Regions from separate parts of the Mus musculus genome. Here regions 1, 2 and 3 are each linked to region 4. The links are chromatin contacts, called in public Hi-C and HiChIP or PLAC-seq maps. All regions are on one chromosome and are shown on one strand. The core of a region is the stretch at or near the end of the contact, and the rest is flanking DNA. Distances in the headings are between cores, read along the strand shown.

Region 1 (4,298 bases), core at 677-3,176, 180 kb before region 4:
CACCTCCCAAGTGCTGGGATTACAGAGGTGCACCACTATGCCTCTCTCATGCTCTTTCTCTTACTCTCATTTTACTATCGGTGTGTGTGTGTGTGTGTGTGTTACTAGGGATACAGCAGCCACCCTCTCCTGAACAATTCAAGGGTCACCCCTCAACGTTTCCAGGTGTATGTCCCAGGAACAGGGCTGTCCTCTTCCCTATCAGTTTCACCTTTTCACTTTGATCACAGAATTTCATTTAAAGAATCTATTCTTCATGACCATATTCTAATTTTTATACTTAGCCTAATATGGTTGTTCAAGATAAGATTTTACTATGTATGGGGTGTGTGTTCTGCATGTAGGTATGTGCACATGAGTGCAGGTGCCCTTGGAGGTCAGAGGCAATAGTTCCCCTGGAGCTGGAGTTACGGCAGTTGCGAGTCACTTGACTTAGGTGCTGGGAACTGAACTTTGGTCCCCTGCCAGAGCAGCTCTTAACCTCTGAGCCATCTCTTCACCCTCAGGTTGGTTTCTTTTTTAGATAAAGTCTCGCTTGGATAGCCCTTGCTGGCCTGGAACTCTCTATGAAGATGACAGGTTTGCTTCCAACTCCGTGACCCTCCTGCTTCTGCTTGTGAGGGGGACATCACACATGTGCCTCTGTGTCTGGCCTATGGGCTTTAATGTGTGTGTGTGTGTGTGTGTGTGTGTGTGTGTGCTGTGTGGATGCTTGCATGTCACATGTTGTAGAAGCTCCAGATCAACTTTGTGGAGTTGGTTTCCAGGACTGAACTGAGGTTGTACAGTTTGCACTGGAGGACAGCAAGTATCTCAGAGCCCCTCATAGAGTTTTGGTTTTCTACAAGATTTACCCCTGAGATTCATAAGGATTCTTATGGAATGACCGAGACAACTATCCAGGGACACAGGGACATGAGGAGTGGACACTGAATGGGATAGAGGATGGCACGCACAGAAAAAAGTCCCAAGTCCCCAGCAGGCTGGAGTATTTAAAATTTGACAGGGCGAGGGCTCAGCTGAGCCCCGGATCCCTTAACTCACCAATGTAAGGGCTCTCCTCTCTCTCCCTCCTCCGGACCCATTATGAAAGTGCTCTACTGTCTGCATGCCTAGCTCTCCTGACAGCAGTCTACGGAAGCAGACAGAAGTCTGTGTGTCAAGTTGCCTAGACCAGGGCCTGCTGTGTCCCCAGTACTTGTATACTGGGGTGGGGGGGGTGGGGGGGAAGGTGGAGGCAAGGAGAGCAGGAAGCATCCATGTCACTCGTTCCAGATGCTGCAGCTGGTGAGCCCTAGGCTTAATGGGGCCAGGGGGAAAGTGGTCTCTGCAACTCATGACAGGCAGAGGTTCTACCCACAGTTCCTCTGCTCCACTGAAACCCCCTCTGCCCTCAGGCTGCTTCTGGAGCGTCCCCTTTCACCCTTCTGAGGAGTTCTAGTCCCTTCTCAACACTCACATTCTGGCTAGAGAGGGGGCCCGGTAGGACGCTGTTCATGTTTCATGCATCAAATAGTGCCTGGAACCCAGTAGATACCAAAAATCCTTCCCTTAATTTCATCTAATGGCCAAATCCAGTCACCTCCACGCATCTCCCTGGGACATGCAGAAGGATCTGGACAGCAGAAGGCACACAATGGGAGTGAGAGGGCACGGTCTCGATTCCTGCTCAAGGCCCGGTGGGTAGAGAGCAAGTGGCTTGTGACTGAGAATGTCCTCTCCATATGTCTGGGGTATCAGGGATGGTTCCTTGGTCCACCTGTGCAGGGACAGTATGTGGGATGTCAGAGAGACAACTTGCTGACCCTCACAGGTCCTTCAAGCCTCTACCCCCTCAGGCGTGGGTGGTTGGCTCAAGTCTACACCACTGTCTTCGCCAACCCGGCCAAAGGTGCCCCATACAGATGCTTGGTCTGGGAGAGTGTCCAGCCCTTGGTCCCCAAGGTCCTCCCACCCCTGCTGGACAGTGGCCTCTCCCAGTGACTCAGTCCTGACGTAGTGGGGCAAGCGGAAAGGCCATGGGCGGAGGAGGTGGCGGCTCCCCTCCCTCCTGTCCTCACTTCCCTGGTCTCAGTCCCCATAAACTCCTCTCTTGACATGCCTGTCCTCTCCCATGAGCCTCTGGGCTGGCAGTCATTGCCTTTGTCTGTGGCAATGAGCCTTGTGTGTGCCTCACTGTGGGTCAGTGGACACAAGAAGTGAAGCTTCTTGCAAAAGAACCTAGGTTCTGTCTCTTGTCTCCACAGGAGCGCATGCTGATGAAGAACCGGGGTCTAGCTCCTTCCTCAGGCCTCTCGTAGGCTCCTCAGTTCGACTCCACAGCTGTCTATGCCCCGGATTCTGCATCCTCTGGCCTGCCCCCTGCTCTCCAGAGCCCCCGTAAGTGTGTGACCCCAGCTCTTGATCTCCAAGTTGGAAAGAATTCCCGTTCTCCCACCTTCTCCCTGTAGGCCAAGCACCCTGAGCCTCCAGCTCTGTCCTGCCCACACCCTGCCCAGTGGCCCCCTCCTCCACCCACTTCAAAGCCCAGAACTGGCAGCTGCTAATTACATGCCCCCCACCCCCTTCGCTCGTTAAGTGTCATTAACCCCAGTTTACAAATGAGGAAACTGAGCTGGGGAGGTAAAGGACGGACGTCACCCCCTTCATCCCCACCCTGGCTCCTAAGCCGGGACTGGCACAAGGTTAGGGGGACCCTGCCAAGACTCCCCTTCCTAGGAGGATTTGGGGGGCTCAGTGTTCTTTCTCAGCTTCTACCTCCTCCCTCTTCCAATTCTCCCCCTTCTCTTGTCTCTCCTGGTAGAGTGTGAAGCCCCTGGCTTTGTAGGGTAGCATGGAACATCTCAGAAATCACACACAGCAAAATGCAAATCAGGCCCCCAATTACTTTATAGAGTCAGGGCGGTGGCACGGGAGTAATAAGACGTAGGGAGTGCAGGGACCCCCGCCCTCCTGAGCATATGCTCGCCAGAGGCCCTCAATGGGATGGGAAGGTGTTGGTGATGCGTGTCCTGAGCGAGGCTGGGGGAAGGTGGGGTGGGAGCAGTGCTGACTCTGAGGAGACTCTGGAGGGCTCCAAGCTGATGCTGTCAGCTGGCCGGCCCTGCCCTGGGGACTAGAGAAGCCCTGAGTGTCAGCCCTCCGTGGGAAGGCGTCCCTCTGTGGCTGGGAGTAGAGCCAGCTGCTTGACCCTGCTTGACTCAGCTGACTGGGACTTGGAGGTCCGTGAGAGCCCTAGAATGTCCCCCAAACAAAGAGGAACAAAGGTCTTTTACAGACAGAGAAACTGAGGGAGGAGTGGGATTTGTTCAGCAGGGATTGCACAGTGCAGAGGGAAAGGCTGACCCTTGGAGCACGCTGTTGATGCAACTAGGGGGGAAAAAATACAAAACAAAACAAAAAAAACAAAACGGAAGGCTGGAGAGGAGGGAGGGAGGGCAGATGCTGAGTGTGCGGCTCTATGGAGAAAATGCATTGGCATGCAGCTGTCGCTGGCCTCTCATATAAATCCCTACCCTCCCCCCCCCCACTTTTTCCTACCCCCTCCTCCTCTTTTGACTTCGTTTCAGGTAGCCCAGGCTTCCAAACTCACCAAGTACCTGAAAGTGACCTTGAATTCCTGATTTTCTTGCCACTACCTTCAATTATAGACATGTGTGACTGTGTCTGGTTTGTGTGATATTGGGATTCAAACCCAGGGCTTTGTACCTGCTGAGCAAACACTCTGCTAACTGAGCTACATCCCCAGCCCTTCTCATAGTAAATGTCTTTTGTAGCCCTTCTCATAGTAAATGGTTGTATGGACAGATCCGTGACAAGGGGCCCATACTAACCTGACCACTGTTTTTTTTTTTGTTTTGTTTTGTTTTGTTTTGTTTTGCTCTCCCAAGTCCATGAATGCATAGAGATTGCAGCTGTAGCCTGAGGGATAGAAGACAGGCAGACTTGAAGAACTCTGGACCTCCATGAGGGACGGCTGTGATCTCAGTAGCTAGTTGGTATACCTAAAGGCATTCTGCCCTGTCCAATCTCCACTCCAGGATGGAGGAATGTCTCTGGCAAGCACCCCTGAGGCCCCCCCCCCCACTGTTCTCAGCATGGAATGAAAGGCCTGTGGACTTCGTCTGTCATCATAGAAAGATCCCACATCCGGGAAGGCTGGCAGTGACATCACTTGCAGCTTTGGACCAGGTGTGCAGCCTGCGATTGCTGTGCCCTGCTCCCTGCAGCTGTAAAGGTCTCACTGAGATCTGGGGGAGGGGAGGACTTTGGGAGGGTACAGAGAGGTAGAGAGCCAG
Region 2 (4,547 bases), core at 1,758-4,257, 140 kb before region 4:
GAGACAAACGGTAACTACCGTTCACAGCAGGGTTCTTGTGAGGATGCGCCGGAGCGTATGAATTCTGCAGGGTTACCGCAGAAGGACAGGTCCAACTTTCTTTCAGGATGCTCCTGAGCACACAGGGAAGCTCAGAGGAGGCCTTCACCAGGGACCCTGCTTTGGATGTGATCCAAAGAGTCTACCAGGACACTCACCTCTGCCCTTCCTCCAGCAGGGGCCCAGCACTGAAAGGATTCTGGTTACCTGCCCCCCCCCCCCCCGGAAGTGTCTCCCATCATCCTCTCCATTCACGCTAGAAAGCAAATCTGCCCTCACAGCCAGCCCTGCCTCAAAGCACATCTTCTTGCTTTGAATCTTACAGCGTGAGAGAGAAGCCATCCCTGGAAACACCACAGCAGACTCCCTTCTAAAGAACAGCACAGCCAGGCTGTGGTGGCACGTGCGCCTTTCATCCCTGCACCCGGGAGGCAGAGATAGGTGGATCTCTGAGTTCAGTTCCAGGTCAGCCTGGTCTAGTTCCAGGGTAGCCAGGGCTAAACAGAGAGACCCTGTCTTGAAAGATTGAAAGAGCAGAACAGTGCTAGAGACAGAAAGACTTGGAAAGCAACATCTTCAGCTGCTCATCGCCCCAGCTCTAAGGAGGAAGGCATACTGAAACCCAGGGAAAGGTGGTCTCACATCAAAAGAACATTTCCCTACCAAACAAACTCACACCTTCCCCCAGCCAACCAGACAAAGAGGATCTCCTACAGAGCCCCCTAATCTGAGCTCCAGGATCACGGGGTAGAGACCTCTATGGCAGTGGCCAGCAGGTATTTTCCTGGAGAAATTAATTTCTGTGCAATTGGAGAGGGGGGTGTAAAAGCAAATTAGTTTTCTCCTGTCTGTGAGTTTCAACAGTCCTGATATACAGTGCCTAGAAATGTCTCTTTCTGTTTACTTATTTTTTTATGTGTATGGGTGTTCTGTCTGGGTACTATGCATCTGCCTGGTGATCAGAGAGGCCAGAAGAGGTTCTCAGATCTTCTGGAACTGGAATGGCATATGGTTGTGAACCTCCATGTGGGCGCTGGGAATTGAACAGGAAGAAGCAGTCAGTGTTCTTAACCATGGAGCTATCTCTCCAGCCCCAGACTTTGTCTATTTTAGAAGGCCTACATCTGCTCTGAGACCAGGGCCTTCATCCACTCCTTGCCATTTCTTCTAATAGCTGTCTGTCCTCTTTCATCTACCTAACACCCCAAGATTGCCACTTTTACTCTGAGCCCTGGTGTGTGTGTGTGCGCGCGCGCGTGTGTGCAAGCATAAAGATGGCATGTGTAACAGAGGGATCGAGTGTGTAGGTTTTCTAGGGAATCTGTGAGGACTTCTGGAATAGGAGATAACGCTGGGTAGTGATGGTGTTTGCCTTTGTCTTTAATCCCAGCGAGGGAGGCAGGAGGCAGGAGGCAGGAGGCAGGAGGCAGGAGGCAGGAGGCAGGAGGCAGGAGGCAGGAGGCAGGAGGCAGGAGGCAGGAGGCAGGAGGCAGGAGGCAGGAGGCAGGAGGCAGGAGGCAGGAGGCAGGAGGCAGGAGGCAGATCTCTGAGTTCCAGGCCAGCCTGGTCTACAGAATGAGTTCTGGACAGCCAGCACTACACAGAGAAATCCTGTCTTAGAAAATCAAACCAAACCAAAAGAATTGTCTCTCTCATTTTGCAAAGCAGCTTAGATGTGTGGGAAAGGGTAGCCCACACATGAGCATATATGTTCACGTTTGGACAGCCTTATTTCTGAGAAGGAAAATTAGTGATTTGACTTGTAATATACAAGCATATGTGCCAGGTAAGCACAATGTGTTTTAAATAAAAATATTACATTTATTTATGTTTGGGTTATGCGTATGTGTGAAGATCCATGCATAACAGAGCCCACATATGGAGCTCAAGAGACTAGCTCTTGGGAGTTTGTTTTTTCTTCCATTATATGGTCCTGGGGACTCCAACTCAGATGGTCAGGCTTGGTGGCAACCTAATTGCTCTTCATCTCTTGTCTGCTGAGCCATCTCATCCACCTCAATCCTGTGCTTTTATTCAAAGAGTTGCCCATGGTTGGGGATGCAGCTGTATATACACCACACCTTAAAGTCTGTGTTTGCCGGTCCATAAATGAGCCTCTTTTCGTAGAGGGATATTGGTATGTAACAATATATGTTGGATGAAGACTCTATGTATTTTTGTGCACGTGGCAACAGATGCTTGCATACATGGTGTTCATTAAGGCCTCCTGTCCTGCTAAGAGACAGGTCCCGAACACAGTCTGGAAGTACAATGGAGTTAGCCATATTTTCTGTGCCCTCCCAGGAGCCATCAAACTAGATTCATCCCCACTCCCAGATTTTGCCCCAGTTCCTGGGAGGCTACATTTTGCAGAGTGCCAGAAAAGGCGGGGCTCGGTACAGGCGAATCCCAGACAGCAGATTCCCTCCAGCAGCCTCAAGGGCCTGCAGGAGCTGTGGTGTCGCAACTAAACCGGGGCCCCTGCCGGAAGCGGAAGCTTGCATTGGGGGTGGTGAGGCGCAGTGGCGGCGGTCGCGGCGTGCCAGGCTCTGGGCGCTCGGCGGGGGCGTGCGCGCCACGCGCGTGCGGGGCAGGCTGGGCGCCAGGCGGCACCCTCCAGGCCCCAGCGTCTGTTTACCAACAAACTGCCATCGCTCTGCAGCTACGCATTCCGACGCGCTGAATAAGCGGCCGGCGCTGGCTAGCTGCTTTTTCCACTCCCTCGCAGAGCCCTGGCAGCGTGGGGCCATGCAGACCCGCGCGACGCGCACACAGGTTCTGAGTCTCCAAAGCGTCTCTAGTTACCGCGCAGCTTCCCTCGTCCCCTAGCCATCCCAGGCCCAATTTCCTAGCACCTTGAACATCGTTACTGAGACTTCCTGACTCTACCGATTCCCCAGGAACTCGGAGTTGATGCAGGGATGTGGGGTCCGGAGCTCGCATCCCTCCCGTTTCCCGGTGCACGCTAACACGAGGGGTGGGGGGCGGGCTCAGCTTGAGGTCACCAAGGAATAGCCAATCCGGGGTGTCTAAGTGGGCGGGGGACCCCTGGGGTCCCGGGAACCGAACCCAGAGGAAAAGATGGGGAAGGGTAAAACCACGGGGTACCCCAAAAAACCCTTTCCCGGGTGCGAGTTCTCTGCCGGAAGAGGCTCAGAGAGACATTTTTCCAGGCATCTGAAGTGTAAGAGTGGCTTGCTGGAGCTGGAGACTTTGAAAGGAGCTGGCAGAAAGAGTAGACAGCGTGCGGGCCATGACCTAGGCCCTGTGGCCCGGCACCGGCCGCAATGACCTCTTTACCCTGTCCCCTTCCTGACCGTGGTGCCTCCAACGTTGTCTTCCCGGACCTCGCCCCCGCCCTGTCGGTAGTGGCTGCTTACCCGCTCGGACTATCCCCGGGAACCGCAGCTTCTCCCGATTTGTCCTACTCCCAGTCCTACGGCCACCCCCGGTCCTATTCCCACCCTGGGCCGGCAACCCCAGGAGACTCCTACCTGCCCCGCCAGCAACAATTGGTGGCGCCATCTCAGCCCTTTCACAGGCCGGCTGAACACCCGCAGGAGCTCGAAGCAGGTAAGTGTGACCGCGGCGGCTCTCCTCACCTCTGGGGTCTGGGTTGTCTTTGCATAAATTTCGCGTTCTTCTGCTTGCGCGCAACTAGAGGGATTCAAACGCTTCTCTCTCCGATACCCAGGAATCTGCGGTAGGGGGAGGGCGAAGGATGGGGGAGGAGCGGAGGCAAGTTGATCTAGGTCTCCTTTTTAAATTCGACCTGGTTTCGATTTGCAGTTTTGAAAAGCCAGGCGGGAGGGCTCCCTACCCCACCCCCTGGAGCAGTGGAGCTGTGTGAGTACCTGTGTAACGGAAATTTGCCCTAATCCAGATGGAGAGGTGGAGATCTAACCCCTTCCCTGTGATTCTCCTCATCCTTCACTCCGTTCCGACATCATCCCTTTTGAGTTCTGGTCTCAGAAACCAGTATATAAATCAAACACTACTAAACAGAAATCAGTTTCCAGTTGGAGATAGGTAGACAACTAGGCTGGGTTCCTTCTCCTTTCCTGGGCCCCACCCCCTTTTCCTGGAGGTGCCTATACCCTGCAGGATCTGGGTATAAGACCCCCACCAACTGTTGCTCAAATAATAAACTTACAGGCTGGTCTACCAGTCTCCAGCTCTTTCCCTGGCCTCCTCTGCCTTGTGCCTAAGACATCTTTACCATCTCCACCTTTAACTTTGGGATACATTAGACCCAGCTTCGGTTGCCTGCAGCAAATCTGAGCTCCACTGGAAGGCTTCGGTGAAGACAGGGGAGCAGCTGGCCTTCCTAGCTCCGACCTATGCACAGCCCAACTGACAGACCCTGGCTGGCAGTACGAGGATGCTCTCCATAGACCCACTGACTCCTTGAACATCAAAATGGTCCAATTGTTCTTGGCATAGTCCTCGAAGATGCGCAAGTCTGTGATGTGACTTCACATAATCAGCCCCAAACCAAGATGTTTCTC
Region 3 (3,963 bases), core at 13-2,512, 140 kb after region 4:
GGGAGTAGTCTGGCAACTCTTGTCAACAGACCCACCTGGAAGCCAAGGAGGAGACCAGGACGGCAACTCTGCCGAGGCAGGAGGGCAGATGGTGCTGTATCCAGCTGCAGCACACCAGCATTGCAGCGTGTAGTGTGCCAGCCTCAGGCTTGGGGTCTCCAGCTACCTGACTGGACCGCTCCGCCTGCTGGGCGCTATGAAAGATGCCATAGTTCCAGGAGGCTGGGTGCTGCTTGGCAGATGGGAACCTAGGTCTTTGGAGCCCTCTCTATAGCACCTGGGTTCCTCTGCCTCTCACACCCTAGGGGAGGAGTCCAACTTCAATGCCTGGAAGTACAGTGACTTGGCTTAAACACACGTGTCGCAACCCTCTGCCCACTGAAGCCAGTGACCACTGTCTTCCTATGTCAACTTCACCAAATGGACCAAGATTCTGCTCCTCTTCCCTGACACGCACAATCTAAGCAGCACAAAGGTTCACAAACCCCAGCAGACATAAGGTACTCATTCAATGTGGCTCTTCCCCTGCAACCACGAAGCCCTTCATACCCACATACTTAGACCCCAATATCTATTCTTTTGTCGTGCTCCTCCCCCCCCCCGCCCCCCTCCCCGCCCCATACAGTGCTACAGTTCTGAAGCAGGCCCAAGGGAGGCCAGCATTTTTTACCCTGGGCTTCTCCCAACCCCTTCCTTCTCACTCCTCCCTTCCACCTCCCCTATTGCCACGCCCCTTCTCCTTCTCTGACCCTTGGCGGTGATGTGTCCAAAGGCTTTTTCTCATTTCATCTCTGAGCATGTAGTAGGGTGTGCTAGGCTGCACATTGTGGGGGGGGGTGAGGCAGGGAGGGGGGTTGCTCTAGAGGACAGGGAACAGCAGCTGAAAGCGACTTTGGGCCTCACACCCCCACCTCGACTGCCCACCCCATCCAGCGTGAGTCATCCCACATCTGGAGTTGACCCATTTGGAGGCACTGCAGCCTACTCAGGCTGCTCACAGAGGCACCCCGGCTCCCCACTGCATCGCATCCTGTCCTCTACTGGCAATGGGGTCTTGCTTCTTACAGCCCACCCCCACCCCAACCCCTACCCCCACCCCTGCCAAGAGTGGGCTGCTCTTTCAAGCATGCAGGCACCCAGTGCCAGACTGGAGGAATGATAAGCCATCCTGCCCATAGGGACTCTCCCCAGTCGCAGTAAGAGTGTCCATGGCTTGGATAGACCGTGCAAGCAGCCTTTGGAGGAGCCCAGACCCAGGGCTGGGAGAGGCAGGAGCCTGGCGGTAAGGAGGCAGTGGTTTGGCTCAGAAGGCAGAGGCAGGCAGAGGGAGTTTATTCTGGCCCAAGGCCCCAAGCCAAACATCCTCCACTAACCTAGCAGACACTTCAAAGCCTGAAGGAAAGGGGCCCTTCGGTAAAGGAAACCTGAGGTCCTGGACGCCTGACAACCTGGCTCCCGGCACAGGACCACCCTGTCCCACTCAGTATCAGCCGGCTGGATCAGACTTGAAGCAATGATCGGGAAGGGTCATTTCTATCTACACCCCAACCCCATCGCCACCGCCCCCCTTACCCCCCCCCCCGCGCGCGCGCCTTTGGGGCTATGACAAGGACAAAGTCCTATAACTTTGGTCCCTAGAACATTTTCTTCTTAAGTTGTATGTGCCTCCCTGAGCCCCCCTCTATTCTCCAGGCAGGAAAGGTTGCTAGGAGTCACTTTGCACCCTAATATGTTGTCCTCAGTTTGGAAGAAAAGGACCATTAACTGTGAAAGAACTAATTTCCCTTCCCAGGCTACCTTGCTCTGTAAAAACCTTTTCTACATGGTCCAGGCAAGGACTGAGAGGGCAGGGGACTTACAGGCTAGAAGGAGAACCTAGCGTCAAAAAAATAAAAGCTAAAGTAGAATCAGAAGGCAAAACCTGGGCTGCGAGCCACTGGGTCTCCCTGGAGGCCCTCAGGGGCAGAGGGAGGGAGCCCAGCGGCTAGGCGCTAACACTGGAGAGGGAGGCGTTAACAGGACCACTGCTGAGAGGGGGGTTCCTGGAGCCAACTTGGAGATAAGGAGGCTGGGCTAGGGTGAGGGGCGCGGCCACGTCAGCACAGACGCTGGCTGGGTGCACACAGCACGTGCACACGTATGTACTCCGACGCACGCGCCGTCACATGTGTGCGTGCACACAACTGAAGCCAAGTCTGTCCTCAATTGGGAGCCAGATGATGTGGCTACTCTGCGAAGCCAGGATCGCAGGAAGAATGCGTTCTCCACCCACCTCTTTCCTCCTTCCTCCGCCCCTTCTCGCCCTCATTTTTATTTTATTTATTTATTTATTTTTGACTTCCTGGTTTCTTTCCTGGATGTTCCCAGGCTGTTCCCTGGTCCAAACTTAACTCACAGCCCCAGACCATTAAGAGACTCTCTCTTCAATGTGCCCAGCCCTCAGAGGGCCTGCTTTTTTTTTTTTTTTTTTTTAGCTCCCAGCTTCTTTGGGACTTGGAAATTCTTGTAAATGTAACCGCAAGCCCCAGCCACATCATGGATTGTTGTAAGACATCATACAGACAGGGTACAGTAGAAGCCTCTTTCAAGGGGTAAGAATAGAGCTGAAAAGTGAAGAATCTAGGAATCTCAAATTCCTTGTTTCTTTATGGCCCCAGGCGCCTACCTCAAGGAATAAGGGGAGCACGGAGCAGAAACCGAGGTTGTGGGAGTGGATGAAGACCCAGATGGAGGAGACTGGAGGTCTCTAGACCCTCAACCCAGTTTTAGCTCAGCTTCTGAAGCTGACATCTTGGTACTTCTGTTTCATCTGCCACCCCAGACAGCCAAAGCCCATTAGCTCAAAAGTCTCCTCTTAGCCGGGCGCGGTGGCGCACACCTTTAATCTCAACACTCGGGAGGCAGAGGCAGGCAGATTTCTGAGTTCGAGGCCAGCCTGGTCTACAAAGTGAGCTCCAGGACAGAGAAAACCAAAAAACCTGTCTCGAAAAACCAAAAAAAAAAAAAAAAAAAAAAAAAAAAAAAAAAAATGTCTCCTCTTGCCACCACCATCCACTTCCTGAACACTGCCCTCAGGTCTGGGCCCCAGAAACCTAAACTTTGGAAGTATAATAGTCCCCAAAATGTCTTTTCTGCCCCCCACCCCTGCTAAGGAAGGTGAGCATTAGTAGAGACCCCCTAACCCAGTCATTAGGGTAATAAGCTCTCTGCACGGACAGTTTCAGGCGGTTAGCCCTACCTCTCTATCTTGTTCCACAGACTGGCAGCTCTGACTTGGGGTCAACTCCAAAACTCACGTAGTCCACCCCCCACCCTGTGTCTATCATTCAGGAAGAAGGGCTAGTGGGCTTCCATAGTCAAATGAATGTTGTTGGGAAGGAGACTAAGACCCTGGCCCCACTGGCAGGACCGGGCTGGCCCCTCTACCCATCCTAGAAGGTGGGTCAGCAGTTGTTCCCCCAAACACCCTTAGAATATCTCAATTTCTGGGGTGTTACTTTACTAAGAGAAGGGTTCATAAGCTTCAACGTGCTGTTGGGGGACAAGAAGCAGAAGTAGACACCTCCAAACACATAGCAAGTAGGGTCAATCTGGAACCCCATCACTAACCAAGGGCCACTCAACAAAGACTTTGGAAACAAATTTCCCCTAGGAGAAACTCATTCCTGACCCTGGAGGCTCCAACCAGCTTCCTCTCTGACAACACAGCCTCTGTTTACTTGGAACAAAGCACCATGGGAAATGAAGACTGAAACAGATTTGGCTGGTTCCCTGCAGCCTACTGGGAACAAAGAGGACTGGGTCCACACATCTTCAAGAGAGAAGGGAGAGGCCCATAGAGACAACAGGGAGGACGCTGGAGGGTTACTTTTACAAGACCAAAGTCTAAGAGGGCTTTCTGGAGGTGGTGGTGAGAAGGAGTTTATTGAATTTGAGAGAGGTGGGAAGCAACTCAGGCTGAAA
Region 4 (4,202 bases), core at 1,219-3,718:
TTTATCTCTCCCTGACAGATGAGCCATGTGCCCTCCCTTCAGACTGGAGACTCAGGATAGTAGCTGCTTCTCCTATCAGAGTGGCTGCTCTCTACAGACAGTGGTGACACCTCCTCTCTTAAACAGAGCAGGCCAGCCTGCGTTCTTTCCTGATGGTCCCAATCCAGTGATGAGAGCCTGTGCACTAAGGCCTATTTTAGGCCCCCTTGGGTAGACTGGGGCCTCCAGCTCAGCCTTTCAGCCCATCCTGATTCAGCACAAACTGCTTTCTTCATCTCTATCTTTAACAGCCAGCTCCCATAACTGTCAGGGAGCCTTCCCGCTCTGTCCCATGTAAAACTCCATGGATGCATAGTATTCGGGTCACCTGCCCCTGTCACTGAACTCTCTCCTCCCTAAAACACACCCTAGGAAAATTAAATCCCCACCTCACCTCTCTTCCCTCTTTGGCTCACACTCTTACTCAGGAGTGTTAACTACACAAGGATGCAAATGAACCTGTCCCCTTGGACAACCTCTGGGCTCCCTGGTCAACAGACCACTCCCTTCCCCAACAGCTTCCAGTTCCTGGAGGACCATTAGGGACCTCTGACCTTTCTCTGGAAAAAGGAAAGGCAGGTGAGTTCCAAGCTACCTGGAGCCCAAGGGAAGGAGAAAGCCAAACAAAAGGTCTACAACCTGCGGGTGGAACAGAAGGAGGAACTAGCAGATGCAGAGGGAGAGACTGGCAGTGTCCACTGGGAGCTGGGAAGAAAGATCAAGAAAGAACAGACCCAGGAGGCTCAGGGAAAGCAGCTGGGTAGCCCTGACACCCCATCATGGGGTGAGAGAATAGAACAGAATGCCTGCCCCACAAGCAAGAAGGGAGAAGGATCCTGAGTAGGGGAGGGAGAGAGACAGAGAGACAGAGAGACAGAGAGATGGAGTCAGAAAAGAGACACACACACACAGACACACAGACACACAGACACACACACACACACACACAGACACACAGACACACACACACACACACACACACACACACACACACACACACAGAGCCGACAAGTCCCAGAAGTGGTTGACATGCAGGCTGGAGATGGGGGAGGCAGTTGTAGAGCAGCTAAGGAGCCGAGCCCCTCCCAGGCCCCCAGTCTTCAGCCAGCCCCAGGCTTGGAGCTGTCCGCAGGAGTTTGACAGCTCTTCCAAGCGTCCTAGAAAATGGGGTTAATGGACAGTGCACCTACACCTATCATAGAATCCCCTCTCCCCAATCTCAGAGGATAGAACAGTTTCTTCAACCCATAGGTCTAACTGCCAGATAGGAAGGAGTTAAGGCCTCTCCCCCTGCCCCCACACCAGTTTTTCTTATTTCTTTTTCTCTTCATTCTTTCCTCTCCTCTTCTCTTCTCTTCTCTTCTCTTCTCTTCTCTTCTCTTCTCTTCTCTTCTCTTCTCTTCTCTTCTCTTCTCTTCTCTTCTCTTCTCTTCTCTTCTCTTCTCTCTCTCTCTCTCTCTCTCTCTGTCTCTCTCTCTCTCTCTCTCTCTCCCTTTCTCTCCTCTCTCTCTTATTAATTTCCTCAGGCGGGAGAAATGGGATTAGGGACACAAACCCTATTTCTGCTCCCTCCCGACAGCCCAGCTCCCCCCTCCAGTGAGGTCTCCCTAGGGATAGAGAAAGAAAGGCCCTTGTGGCTTAAATCCATTTAGCCCTACTGAGGGTCCCACCTTGAGTCCAGTAGTCGCTAGCCACGCTTCCCCTTCCACCCTAGGGGACCCGGCCCCTCACCTCCAGCATCCGTCATTTTCAGCGTCCGGCGCCCCGGGAACCCCTCAGGCCCATGGTGTTCGGGGCGACTGCCGGGCAGGAGAGGGGCGAAGGACTTTCACCCCGGTCGCGGGGGGCTCCGGGCTGGCTGGAGTCGCTCCATTCCAGGGTGTTGTGGGGGATCGGCGGGGAGAGTCCCGGAAAGAATGGAGAGGCGAGGTGTGTAGGGATGCAGGGAGAAGGTCTGCGGGAAGCAGGAGGCGCGGGCGGGGCTGGACGGGGAAACCTGACGGGAGGATGCTCCGTGTGTGCGTGCGTGTACGTGTATGTGTGTGTGTGTGTGTGTGTGTGTGTGTGTGAGAGAGAGAGAGAGAGAGAGAGAGAGAGAGAGAGAGAGAGAACCTGAACGCCACCTCCCGCCCCGCCCCCGCCAAACCCCGGGGGTCGCGAACCCTCGCGCCACCGGCCGATTTGTGTAGCGTCGCAGTGGCTAGGTCCGTGGGGGGTCGCCCGGGATAAGGCGACGGGGGGGGCGGGGGGGGCGATACGCTTATGGGGAGGCCGAGCGCCCGGGAGACAAAGAACGGTAGGGAAGGAGGGAAGAGGAGGGCGGGCGGGGCGGAAGCAGCTAGGACCGAGGGGAGGAGGCGGCGGGTGCCCGCGGCCGGCCCCGGGATCCCAATTGCCGCTACTTCTCGGACCGCGGGAGTCTCAGCGCTAGGGAGTCTGCGCGCGAATGGCAGGGAAGCGACCAGGGAGGCGGTCCCGCCTTAGGACGCACGGGGCTTTCCATCTCCTCTGCAGGGTCTGTGAGGGCTTCTGATTCTCTTATTCAACAAGCATTTGCCGGGCGAGCGGCCAGCCTGGGGCGCTGAAGCAGAAGGGGACCGCCGTTGAACAGAACAGACGTGGTCCGGTGTAGTCTTGATTCAGCCAAATGGGACTTCCCAAGCCTGAGAACTGTGGGCCCAGGAGCGGGAAAGACTCTTTAAGTTCTGGAGGGGGCGTGCACCCGAGGCACTGGAGAAGGACACAGGGAAGATTCCTAGAGAAGTGTGGCTACTCCTGCTGGCCAAGCTATGGGAGACTTACTCCTGGGCATTGCAGGGTGGATGGACCAGTAGAGAAAATTGAGGTGGGAGGGTTGATACTTCATTCTATTACTTCCTGCCCCGCCCCCCAATAAAAGGTTAACCGAGGAGGAAGGAGTTCCAACATAGATTTTAGAAAGATTCTTTGGGCACCCCAGTGGAGAACGGACTGTAGAGGGCAACCGGAAGTCTGGGCGCTGGCCTCAAGGGATTGTTGAATGATGACAGCAGTGGGCATGAAGATTAAAGATCAGGCTGAGAGCTATTCTGGCTATAGAATTGAAGACACAGACAGGATTTGGAGCCGGCTAGACAAAGAACTGAGAGAGAAGGAGGAGTCTAGGTTGGCTGTGGGTCTTGGCTGGGGGCCTGGCAATTCTGATGCTAGGGGTGGGACGTGGAGTGGATGAGCTCAGACTTGGACTTGGTGAGCCAGAGATGGTGGCAGGTCAGAGGTGGTGGGTGTGATCATCAGCTAGCTACCGAGGAGCAAGGCTCGGGGTATGTCAGGTACTTCTCAGATTCTTTAACTTCACCCTCCCAATAAACCTCTAAGTTAGGGGTTTCTCTTGTCCTCTAAGGTACACAGACCACACACTCACAAAAAGGAAATGACTTGTTTAGGAGTAGGTGGCAACCTTGGAGAGAGCCCAGGACTTAGCGTAGTAGAGTCTGGAGAGATAGAGTACTCCTGATGGCTTGTGGGAATGGGACACTGCCAAGGGCCCGTGGGCAGCAGCATGTTGAGCCAGGAGTTCCTGATAACTGTGAGTAGGAACAGCATCAGTGGGTCTCAGGGCATCCCAGAGCTTGCGGACCTCTGGATAGATGTAGAACCTGCAGAAAGTCTGGCTAGGCTGTAGGTTCACACGGAGGAGATGATGTCTCTGGTGACCGACCACCTGTGCAGATAGACACTCTCTAGGGCAGTGGTCCTCAATCTTCCTGATGCTGCAACCATAAACCATATTTTTGTTGCTATTTCATAACTATAATTTTGCTAGTTGTGAATCATAATGTAAATATGTTTTCAGATGGTCTTAGATGATCCCTGGGAAGCGGGGTCTCAGCCCACAGGTTAAGCACTGTGGCTCTAGGGCCATTATAGGGTGTGTGTGTGTGTGTGTGTGTGTGTGTGTGTGTGTCTTTCAATGCTTGAATGGAATGTTTCTCCTAGTCAGGCCTAAGGTGCTGAGATATGGGGGGAACCCTACCTGAACTCCTCCTCTACAGCACATGCCTGGGTTAAGGCAAATCTAACCTCAGTAGATGATGGTAATGGAGTATTTACTTTGGTTGATGGAATTAATATGACCACAATCTACCCACACCATTTGACAGACCCCCAAATGGACATATTTC

The links. Hi-C and Micro-C count contacts between places; a contact is called where the count stands out from the background. HiChIP or PLAC-seq counts read pairs in DNA pulled down with a chosen protein or histone mark.
Region 1: a contact with region 4 is called in an HNF4G HiChIP or PLAC-seq map of pancreatic cancer cells. The contact joins the enhancer-like site here to the promoter of Samd14 in region 4. A contact is called at or near these places in 3 of 115 datasets of contacts at active chromatin or transcription factors (double positive thymocytes, embryonic stem cells and pancreatic cancer cells) and 1 of 9 other capture datasets (pancreatic islet).
Region 2: a contact with region 4 is called in an H3K4me3 HiChIP or PLAC-seq map of embryonic stem cells, with 26 read pairs. The contact joins the promoter of Dlx4 here to the promoter of Samd14 in region 4. A contact is called at or near these places in 3 of 39 promoter capture datasets (embryonic stem cells and macrophages), 1 of 484 Hi-C or Micro-C datasets (embryonic stem cells), 2 of 115 datasets of contacts at active chromatin or transcription factors (embryonic stem cells and pancreatic cancer cells) and 2 of 9 other capture datasets (adipose tissue and liver).
Region 3: a contact with region 4 is called in a Hi-C map of uterus, with 3 times the contacts expected there. The contact joins the enhancer-like site here to the promoter of Samd14 in region 4. A contact is called at or near these places in 1 of 39 promoter capture datasets (stem cell-derived epiblast-like cells), 10 of 484 Hi-C or Micro-C datasets (the HL-1 cell line, embryonic fibroblasts, embryonic stem cells and 3 more) and 3 of 115 datasets of contacts at active chromatin or transcription factors (embryonic stem cells and pancreatic cancer cells).

Annotation. Positions count from the first base shown.
Region 1 is chr11:95,184,684-95,188,981 of GRCm38.p6, reverse strand. Gm11515 (a long non-coding RNA gene) reads left to right here. Exons shown (of 3, transcript XR_388972.1): 2 at 2,247-2,379; 3 at 3,891-4,298. Among named protein-coding and RNA genes, the nearest start is that of Dlx4, 41 kb to the right of the region's middle. Within about 2 kb of position 1,926, at least 19 of the 459 cell types and tissues checked have an H3K27ac peak or open chromatin away from gene starts, as enhancers often do. A contact at or near this core is called in pancreatic cancer cells, where this site is marked.
Region 2 is chr11:95,144,261-95,148,807 of GRCm38.p6, reverse strand. It overlaps Dlx4 (distal-less homeobox 4), which reads left to right and starts at 3,007. Exons shown (of 3, transcript NM_007867.4): 1 at 3,007-3,612. The coding sequence starts at 3,327. Dlx4os (distal-less homeobox 4, opposite strand) reads right to left here and starts at 3,755. Exons shown (of 3, transcript NR_040279.1): 1 at 3,534-3,755.
Region 3 is chr11:94,871,245-94,875,207 of GRCm38.p6, reverse strand. It overlaps A430060F13Rik. Among named protein-coding and RNA genes, the nearest start is that of Gm11544, 24 kb to the right of the region's middle. Within about 2 kb of position 1,262, at least 108 of the 459 cell types and tissues checked have an H3K27ac peak or open chromatin away from gene starts, as enhancers often do. A contact at or near this core is called in embryonic fibroblasts, muscle stem cells, palatal mesenchyme and 1 more, where this site is marked.
Region 4 is chr11:95,008,145-95,012,346 of GRCm38.p6, reverse strand. Samd14 (sterile alpha motif domain containing 14) reads right to left here and starts at 2,468. Exons shown (of 10, transcript NM_146025.2): 1 at 1,771-2,468. It overlaps Gm51875 (a long non-coding RNA gene), which reads left to right and starts at 3,013. Exons shown (of 2, transcript XR_003949594.1): 1 at 3,013-3,183.